Regions from separate parts of the Anser cygnoides genome. Here region 1 is linked to region 2. A link is a contact called in public Hi-C data. All regions are on one chromosome and are shown on one strand. Each heading gives the region's core, a stretch centred on a gene start, on an enhancer-like site or on the middle of the called end of the contact. The rest is flanking DNA. Distances are from core to core; before and after follow the strand shown.

Region 1 (4,596 bases), core at 885-3,384, 140 kb after region 2:
CTTGACTAAATAGACCATCTGTGCAGGTGATTCTAAACCCTGCTGGACACGGTCCTGGACAATCTACTGCAGCTGACCCTGCTTGAGCCAGAGAGTGGACTAGATGATTTCAAGTGGACCCTTCCAACCTAAATAACTCCAGGATTTTGTTATTTTGACCTGTGAACAAGTAAGTCATCTCAATTCTGCGATTCGCTGCACCCAACAAAACCCGCAGGGATAGCGACTGAGGTTTATATACATAAACCTGTTTGGACTACCAAACAGTTCGGCAGAAGATCTTCCTCTAATCACAGCAGAGGGAAATGCAGGTGCCCTGTCAGAACAATTGACAGGACAGGGATTACGCTGACGGCCTGTCTTAAATACATGGCGCAGTGACAAAAGATACACATTTCCTCAAGTGTATCATTGTTCTGCATTTCACTGAACAGAACCTCGAATTCCCCTTTGGGGAGCATTTGTGTTTTTTTTTCAGTCAGTGATTAAGAAGCGACGTTTTCAGTCTGTGGAAGTTGGAGGCTTCTCTTACCAAGCTGGTGGGCAGGAATTCCTCTGTGCTTCAAGCAGAGCTGTTGGAGAACTGGGTGAGGTCTGTACAGCCTGCTGCATTGCAGGCTCCTGGGATTCACAAGCCTTCCGTGGGATAGCTCACGTTCTGACTTCATTTCTGTGCGCCATCCTTTAACCCTGCTTCTGCTGTAAATATGCAGCAAGGTAATCCTAAACGACTAAAATCCACAGCAGAATGTACTTCAGTGACCTGATTTTCAGCAGCAACACAGCCTTCAAATACATGCACTCACATACAGGACCACGTTAGACAGTAGTTGCAATTAATAGTAAGCCATTAGAACAGGAGTTCCCAAGTTTTATCTGAGGTTAGCCACTTAATGCTGATTGCTGTTTAACAGAGTTGGCCTCCGATAAGTACTTTTGGGCTCAGTAAGGTTAATGAAACCTGGGGGGAGGGAAGGAACTATTATTATTACTTTAAAAAGATGCACTGAAGGCATGACAACTTAAGAAGGTCCATAGATTAATCTAGGTGCCCATGCTGCAGACCAAAATGGCTTATTAAGAACCTACTTTGTGTGTGTCTAGGCTCGCATTTATACCTGCAGGGCTCCTGGTCACAGATAACAAAAAAATCAATAAAAAGGCTCAAGTTTCTCACGCTGGATTCCTCTTCTTCAGAAGCGAGCAGCCCTACCAGCCGCACGCAGGAGGACAGTAAGCCTGCTCCTGCATCGGGTAAGCGTTGATCACTGCTGAGACCTGAGGACTCGGATAAACACTTCACAGGGTGCGCAGATCCTCGTTGGGCAAAGGGCTGAAAGTCAATTCCTAAATGCAGTAAAGGCTTGGACGGGATCCAGCCTCTTTTTTTTTTTTTTTTTTCCCCTGTTCCGAGAGCTCCTTCAACTGAATTCAAGAGGAAAACGCCGGGTCCTTACATCTTGGCTGAAGGAGCCAGGTATTTGTGACCTCCCTCTGCTGTGTATTCTGCAGTAATGAGGATAAAGCTCAGTGTCAAATGCACCGTACCAGACCCTGTCAGACTTTTCAACCTGTTCAATTAACTATATGAAATCAAACAATAATTTTCACTGGACCGCTGGGAGGCACTTCTTTTTACTGAAGGCTATTCCCTTGGCAAATCTTGACTTTCAGAGGCCAGCTGCTTCTGCACTTGAGCTGTTCAAAAAAAGCAGCTTTGGATTTTACTTTGAGTAGAATATGGGGGAGGTAGGGAAGAGAAGAGTGCTTTTTCCTCCACTCTCTTTGTTCTCTGTAAAAGGCTCAGCTGCCTGGGCTGATATTTCCAAAAACTGAATCGTTTTCAAAAAGGGACATGAAAAAATTAGCATCTGACGAGCAACAGTCTACAAATTAATCAGAAGAGACTGAAAACGGGGTAAGGACTGGCTTGTCCTACACAGACAGGGTGTAGTTGTCACCGACTTACCCGAATGCTGATATTCTGTTGGGATAAAGCCTACTGTAGTTACTTAGAGCTGCTGCTGTAATTTTGCTTCAGACTGGATAGCAGGTTCCCAATACAGCATCATAAAGTTGCTGTAAATATAGCCTACCGGAAGCCTGAACCAGAGGCTGGAAATCAGTTATTTAGCTGGTGTGCAAGCTCCCCCCTGAGGAACTAAGAATTATTGCACTACATATCAATAAACTGCTGAGGTCTTTACTGAACTACAGAAAAAAAAGCGTTTCTACTACATTTCACAGTGGGAGAGAAAGAATCGGGTCTCTCCAAGCTGTTTTAAAGTTTTTATTCAAGTTTTGCAAAAGAGTGAAGTAAAAAACAAGACAAAAAAAAACACCACTGCTTTCCCAAGTGCATTTCCACTTCTTTCTAAACATCAACCTAGACGCACTTGGGATGTACTGAAGACTACATATGGCTATTTCCCTTCACCCAGTAACACTGGGGGAATTCTGGGCACAAAATGCCTACACAGGACAAGTCCAGCTCTTGTTGGCAATTCCATGAGGATCCTGACAAAAAGTCCAGAGGAAAGAAAGCAGAAGGTAGTTGACAACATGGGGAAGCACAATAGAGAGCAAAATTTAGGATAAGAATTAATCTGTTTGTGAGAGATACAGTGGAAGAGCAGATTTGTTGGCTACATATACATATAAAAAAAAAGAGAGAGAGACAGCAGAGAACCTGCAATCACAGCATCATTGTCTGAGGGCTCCTCTCTAGGGAATAGTCACGGGGGATTAGCTAATGGTCGAAGTCTGAGGTGAAGGGAGGAATACCACAAATTACAGACAGATCGGATGTGTGAGATTAACTCTGCACTCGCTTGTTTGTGTCACAAAACAGAAGCCAAACTCTTGGATGCGGCTTCCTCCAGGTTTGGGATTTCAGGAAAGCTTTCTTCTGTGTTTCATCATTAGGTTAGCTTTGTTATTAGACCAGGGAACGCTGCCAAATAATTATAAGATTACGTTAAGACTAAATCCCTGTATCATGAATAGCACATGCTGGCAAGTAACAAGCTAAAATAAAACGAATCAGCTCTAGCTGCTCACTGATATCACAAACACACACCCACTAAGCAGCAAATTAATTCCCTTCTTCAGAGTGAAGAATTATAAGGTCCTCTAACAACTCCTCCACTTAATCACTGAAGTTTTCCCCATCTAAGTTTTCCTTACCTACAACTGAGCCATAAAATTGACTTCATGTCTGCGCAGCAAGAAGATAAATACTCCTTCCCAGGCAATAGCACAAGTAATCTGAAAGAAGATCATCCAATACCTCCCATTTTTGTCCCAATTCCAAACAGAATGGGAATCTGAACTTCCAAAATGCTGCAGAAAAAAAAAAAAAACTTTGCAGTAAACGAGAACCCAGAGGTACTGACCAGCAGTTTAACCTAGCTGAGAAAGTAAGTTCCAAACTCAACGGATACAGCAGAAATTTTTAAAAGCACTAAAGAATTACAACTTAATGAGACTTTGGTCAGGGCAAAATAGGCAAAATACTTGGAATCAGCACAATTCATAGGAAGGCCTAAATATTTCATGACCAGTTGCGAACTGAGGACTCCATCCTTTGTTTCAGTGGACGACTCCAAGCTGTTATGCACCATATTGAAGCAGTTCATTAGTATTAACCAAGTGGGGAAATAAAACAAGGAAATAAAGAAGCGCACTGGAAGTTAACAATGTTACTTCCTATGGTTTCACACTGCTCCTTGGAGATCTCTAGGTAATAACAGTGCTTCACCCTGCCTAGCTTCTAGATAATGGGATCGCACAGCCAAGGGACACGGTAAAGTAATAATCTGATCACTAACAACTGGTGATAGCTCCAAAAACCTGTAGAAAGAGAACTTCCTGACAAATAAAATGAAAGGGTAGAGCTTCAACATTTGGCAAAGCGTTAAAGCTATTAATAAAGTAGTCAATGCTTATCTAAGTCACCTAAAGAAAAAACAGTTGATAAACATGCTTTGTCAAGAACTTGTCAAGGGTATTGCGGTGGTGTCTTTTTTTTTTTTCCTCCCAAAACAAGTGAAAGTGCACAAAGGAAACAGGGGGAATATAAAAGGGGTGTTTTCATTACCCCTTTCTCTAAGCCCACTAAGTTATTCTGTTTGGAAGCATGCCTTGCCTCTCTACCAGTGATTACTTGAGCAATTTACTCACTCACCCTTGGTCTTCTGAATCACACTTAAGTTGGATGTCTGAGTCACCTAAGATAGATAGGGTAAGCACCCACAGGCTAAATCACCAGCTTCTAAGCTTTTTGGTTCTGTCAATGGATCACAATCAGTGTTTAGTTCTTGCAGACACACCGTGCAGCCTTATCGGCAAGCTAGGAAATATCACAAGGCTTTACAATATGGTTCAAGAATTCCTGAAATAGGTTTTGCTAAGACATTTGATACAGCTGTCCGTATCTTACCTAATTCAGATTTTTAGCTCCCCTCTGAGTAAGAAACATAAATTGATTTTGAAACTGGCGGCCAAGGTGAGAGGTTCTGTCAGCAAGTTTTACATGATACTGATGTGAATCAGTGTTTCCTTAGGGGATAGAGTGGATCCAATTTACAAGGTAAC
Region 2 (4,664 bases), core at 1,472-3,971:
GAAGTATTTGCACCGCTGTCTTCTCCCCCCTTAGGGGGAATTTACAAGAACGGGAAGGCGAACAGAGTTCACCCAAGAACACACAGCCCTCCTCGTGCTTTGGTGCTGACCCGGCCGATCCCTCTCACAGCCCCATGGCTACTTTCGGTGGAGAAGCAGGCAGCCAACTGCAAATTTTGATCAGCGTTAATGGCACTGTAGGTTCTCCACCGCTCCTCCCCAGGAGTATTTTCCCACCCACGCTCACTATGCATTGCAAACCCCTTCCTCTAGCCCTCGGCAGCTCCGCGGTGCGAGGCTGCTCTGTTTTAATTCAGCGCCTGGCTCCCGCAACGCGGAACACATTCCCATGCTAAAAACTTCGCGTACATCCACTCCGCAGGAAATGTAGCGGTGGTCAGCATTTAAACGGGCTGCAAACAGCTTGATCAGCACCGCGGTTCTGGAGGCAATTCCCAGGAAGCGATTTTCCCGGCAGCTCTTTGTACGAACCTGAAAAGCGTACTGGAAAGGTAACGCCACAGCAACCTGACGGCGCCAGCAAATAAAAACAAGTATCGGGGAAAGCCGAGAGCGGGAGCGTTAAGGGAAAATGCGAGCTGCGCTCACACCACGGACGCGTTCCCTCACACACAAAAATCAGGAACTCGAGCACGGGGCATTCACACGGAGAGCTTCTCTTTCTCCTCCTCGCTCCTCTGATGTTGTATCAGCTCGAGCCAAGGGGAAACCGGCCCGCGAGGCAAGTTGCTACCTCGGGTAAACCACCCGGGGAAACCACCTGGACGGCAGGCAGCGCTTTCGGACACCATCCCAACCGCCGCTCTCGCCAACTCCAGCCCTCCCCAAACTTTGTCTCGGGCAGGGCATCTACCCGGAGAGGCCGGACGGGGAGGCAGGGTAGCACCAGGTGCCCGAGCATCCTCCAGCAGCATCCTCACTCGCCGAGCCGAGGGCACCAGCGCTCCGCCGGTCCCCAGGCGACGCGAGCCGCAGCCGCGTCCCCCGTGGCCCCTTCCACCACCTCCCTCCCCGCTCCCCGACCCGAGGCATCGCCCAGGGCCAGCCAGAGGGGTACACGGAGACTCTCCTCTGTCCCGAGGGCAGCCACCGGCGCTCGAGAGCTCGCCCTCGGGCGCCGTGGCCCCGGAGCCGCGCGCGCGAGGCGGGGGCAGCGCTCACTTACTTCTCGTATTCGGTGTTGTCTCTATCGCAACGCGAATCCTTGTGCTTTTGCCAGTCTTTGCCATGCTTGCAGGTGGTCAAGAGGACAACATCCTCCCCGTTATGGACGTGATATAAGGCATTCCTGGTGTCTGACCCTATCCCTGTCAGGTACCTTTTCCCCTTGAATACCAACATGTACTTCCTGAGAGGAGGGATGGTGTTAAACCTCAAAAATCCCTTCTCCCCTCCTGTCCTAGGATGATCCTTAGAAAAGAGCGGAATAGAAACATCAAAATTGGGTCTGAAGTTTTCAGTACTGATGCTGGCTTTGGCCAGCATGGCCTGGCCGATGTCGAAGCCCACGTCCTCGGTGTAGTCGGGCCAGGTGCCGGAATATAAATTAAAAATCAAGTGATTTCTACCATTGTTCCACAAGTGGAGGCTCTGCACTTTGGAGCGGAGGTTGTGCACGTACTGCGGGGAGAGCTGGTCCCGGTCCAGCGTGTCCAGGCTGAGGACGAAGAGACACGCCTGGCTGGGGTCGGAGGTGTAGAAGCGGGAGCCCTCGATGGCCGCCAGCACGTTCTGGTAGCTCTCGGCGATCTTCTCCCCCTTCTGCTGCGGGTACACGTAGACCTTGAAGCCGTTTTTCTGGCAAAGGGCGAAGTCGAAGCAGGACTCCATGCGGCACCGCCGCCCGCGGTACAGCCCGGCGCTGCCGTCCCGCCGCTGCCGGGGCGAGACCCGGCCGCCGCCGCCGCCGCCGCCCCCCCCGGCGTCGCCCCCCCCGGCCCCCTCCGGGTCCGCGAAGGGCCGGAGGGCGTCGGGGAAGCGGGGCCAGGGCCGCTCGCTGCCGGGCCGCGGGGGAGCCCCATGCCGGCCGCCGGGCGGCGGGGCGCGGGCTGCCCGCAGCTGCACGCCTCCGAGGTAGAGCAGCAGGGCGAGACAGGTGGCGGCGGAGAGCAGCGTCAAGTAGCGTTTTTTGGCCTGCATGTGGCCGCCGGGGGGTCCGGGGGGCTGCGGAGGAAGGCTGCGGGGGCGGCCCCACTTCTCCGGGCGCCGCTCTCAGCTCCTCCGCCGCTCCGCCATCTTCTCCTCCTCGCCGCCGCCGCCGCCGCTGCCGGCCGCTTCCAGCTCCCCTCGCCCGCCTCCTCCGCTCGGCGCCGTTCCCCAAGCCGCGGGCTGGGGCCGCGCATGTGGGCGACCGCCCGCCCGGACCTCCTCGCCGCCGGGCTCTCAGCGGCGGGCGGCAGCGGGCCGGCGGCGGCCCGGCGGGGCGCCCCGCATGCACTCAGGGGCCGGCCCCCCGCGCGGGGCGGGCACCGGGGCAGCCCCGCTCCCGCCTTCGCGGCGCTGCGCTCCGCCACGCTCCCTCCCCTTCCTCCTCCTCCTCCTCCTCCTCCTCCTCCTGCTGCTGCTGCTGCTCCCGCTGCCGGCGGCGGGGCGCTCACAGCCTGACGAAGCCCTGCATCGCCCCGAGCTGCCCTCCGCGGAACGGCGGCGGGGACCGGCGGCAGCCCCCTGCTCCTCCTCCTGCTCTTTCTCCTCCTCCTCGTCCCTCCGCGCGCGTCCCCCCCCCCCGCCCCCCGCCCGGCTCCGCCGCCGCCGCCCCCCCCCCCCTCCCGCTGCCGCCGCCGCCGCCCCCGGCCCGGCCCCGGCCCCGGCCCCGCCGCGCTGACCTCACCCAGCCACGCAGCCCCGCGCCCCCATTGGCTGGGCGTCACGTCCGGGGGGCGGGGCTTCCGCTGCGCCCATTCATAAAGCCGCCGGGCGGGGGGCGGGGGGGGGGGGGCGCTGCGGCGGCGCCGGGGCGCGCCGAGCCCCCGGGGGTGTCCCCGTAGGGGGGCGACCTGTGGGGTGTCCGCTGCTGTCACCGCTGGGTCGTGTCCCCGAGCGCCTTCACCCCGGGGGAGGTGACTCCGCCAACGCCCCCCCCCCCCACGCTGGAACCACCCGTCCCAACGCCTGGCTGCTGTTTCTGAGATGGTCTGGGCGGCTGTGCCCCCTGCCACCCGCCGAGCTGGGTCTCATGGCTGGTAGGATAAGCCCCCGGGACAAAGGGCTTTCTAACTGTAAAACTTACCGTAGGAAAACTCAGGTTGGAAGGGACCTTGAAGATCATCCTGTCCCAACGCAGGCAAGGGTGGATGCCACCGACTAGATGTGGTTGCCCGGGGCCCCGTGCTTTTATGTGCTGCTATGCTTTGAGTTTGTAAGAGCAAGAAATTAAACCTCAAAAATGGGGGAAAAATAAAAAATAAAAAAAATAAATAATAAAAATAAAGGAGGCTCAGGGGAGACCTCATTGCTCTCTGCAGCCGCCTGAAAGGAAGGTGTGGGGAGCTGGGGGTCGGCCTCTTCTCGCAGGTAACCAGTGATAGGACCAGAGGGAATGGCCTCAAGTTGTGCCAGGGGAGGTTCAGGTTGGAAACAAGGAGACATTTCTCCTCAGAAAGAGCAGTCAGGCACTGGGACGGGTTGCCCAGGGAGGTGGTGGAGTCACCGTCCCTGGGGGTGTTCAAGGAAAGGCTGGACGTGGTGCTTGGGGACATGGTTTAGTGGGTGACATTGGTGGTAGGGGGGATGGTTGGACCAGATGGTCTTGGAGGGCTTTTCCAACCCTACTGATTCTGTGATTCTACAATAAGTGCTCCAGAACAAGCACCCCAAACCTCATGGGGCTGGCCAGGGAGCAGCTGCTGGTGGTCGAGTGCTGCTACAGGCAGCTGCTGGAGCACCCGAACATCCCTCCAGCTGTGTGTTTGTGCTTGATCTCACCCACTCCTCAGCGTTTAGCTCCGTAACCAGCAGCCTGGTTTGCTGGAGGGAGCCACGCTGCTGGTTGGGTGGCGAACCCGATGGCACAGCCGGGCTGCAGGAGGTGGCAGGAGAGCAGCAGGACGTGTGGCAGCAATGCCTGTGCACACACGGCTCTGCGAGGGGCAACAACACCAGAGATGTTTCGGTGTGCGGGTGTCAGGCCTTCCTAGCTCAGCAATTGAGGGCAGTGGAATGGGATGGGGCGGGCTTCAAGCTGGTTGCACAAGCCGTAGATGCCAAGGAACCATCCCATGGAAAAACCTGTGCCAACACGCTTGCCCTACTGCTGGTACCAGTGTTAAAGCCATAACGGGTGGGTCTCCCTCCGCTGCGATCCCACCTCCCACCCTCCTGCTGCTGTGCCGGAGCAGAGTTGGGTCAAGCCAGCCGAAGGCCACAAACCCTGTCCTGACAAACAGCGTGCCCGTCCCCATGCTCTTCCATGCCCCTGGGGCTCCTGTCGTGTCTTCTCCTCATCTCCCTCCCTTCTGTGGAGCTGAGAAGAAGAAATGTGAAGATAACAGGCGTGAAGACGTCGTGCCTCCTCAGCAAAGGAGAGCCTAGCAGAGGAGGACGCGTTACCAATGGGAAATGAGGTCTGATCTCGTGGCTGGCGCCAAGAGAAGACAACTCCCTTCCAAAACAATTTGACTGTAGGGAGGACGGCTGAAGGAAGG

Evidence for each region. A called contact is a pair of places that touch in the nucleus more often than the background predicts.
Region 1: a contact with region 2 is called in a Hi-C map of granulosa cells, with 2.5 times the contacts expected there. The contact joins the enhancer-like site here to the promoter of EXT1 in region 2. A contact is called at or near these places in 3 of 7 Hi-C or Micro-C datasets (granulosa cells and liver).

What each region holds. Positions count from the first base shown.
Region 1 is chr2:149,437,382-149,441,977 of Taihu_goose_T2T_genome, forward strand. The region is part of intron 4 of SAMD12 (sterile alpha motif domain containing 12); the gene reads right to left. Among named protein-coding and RNA genes, the nearest start is that of SAMD12, 58 kb to the right of the region's middle. Within about 2 kb of position 2,135, at least 2 of the 3 cell types and tissues checked have open chromatin away from gene starts, as enhancers often do.
Region 2 is chr2:149,299,982-149,304,645 of Taihu_goose_T2T_genome, forward strand. It overlaps EXT1 (exostosin glycosyltransferase 1), which reads right to left and starts at 2,722. Exons shown (of 11, transcript XM_013184993.3): 1 at 1,187-2,722. The coding sequence starts at 2,160.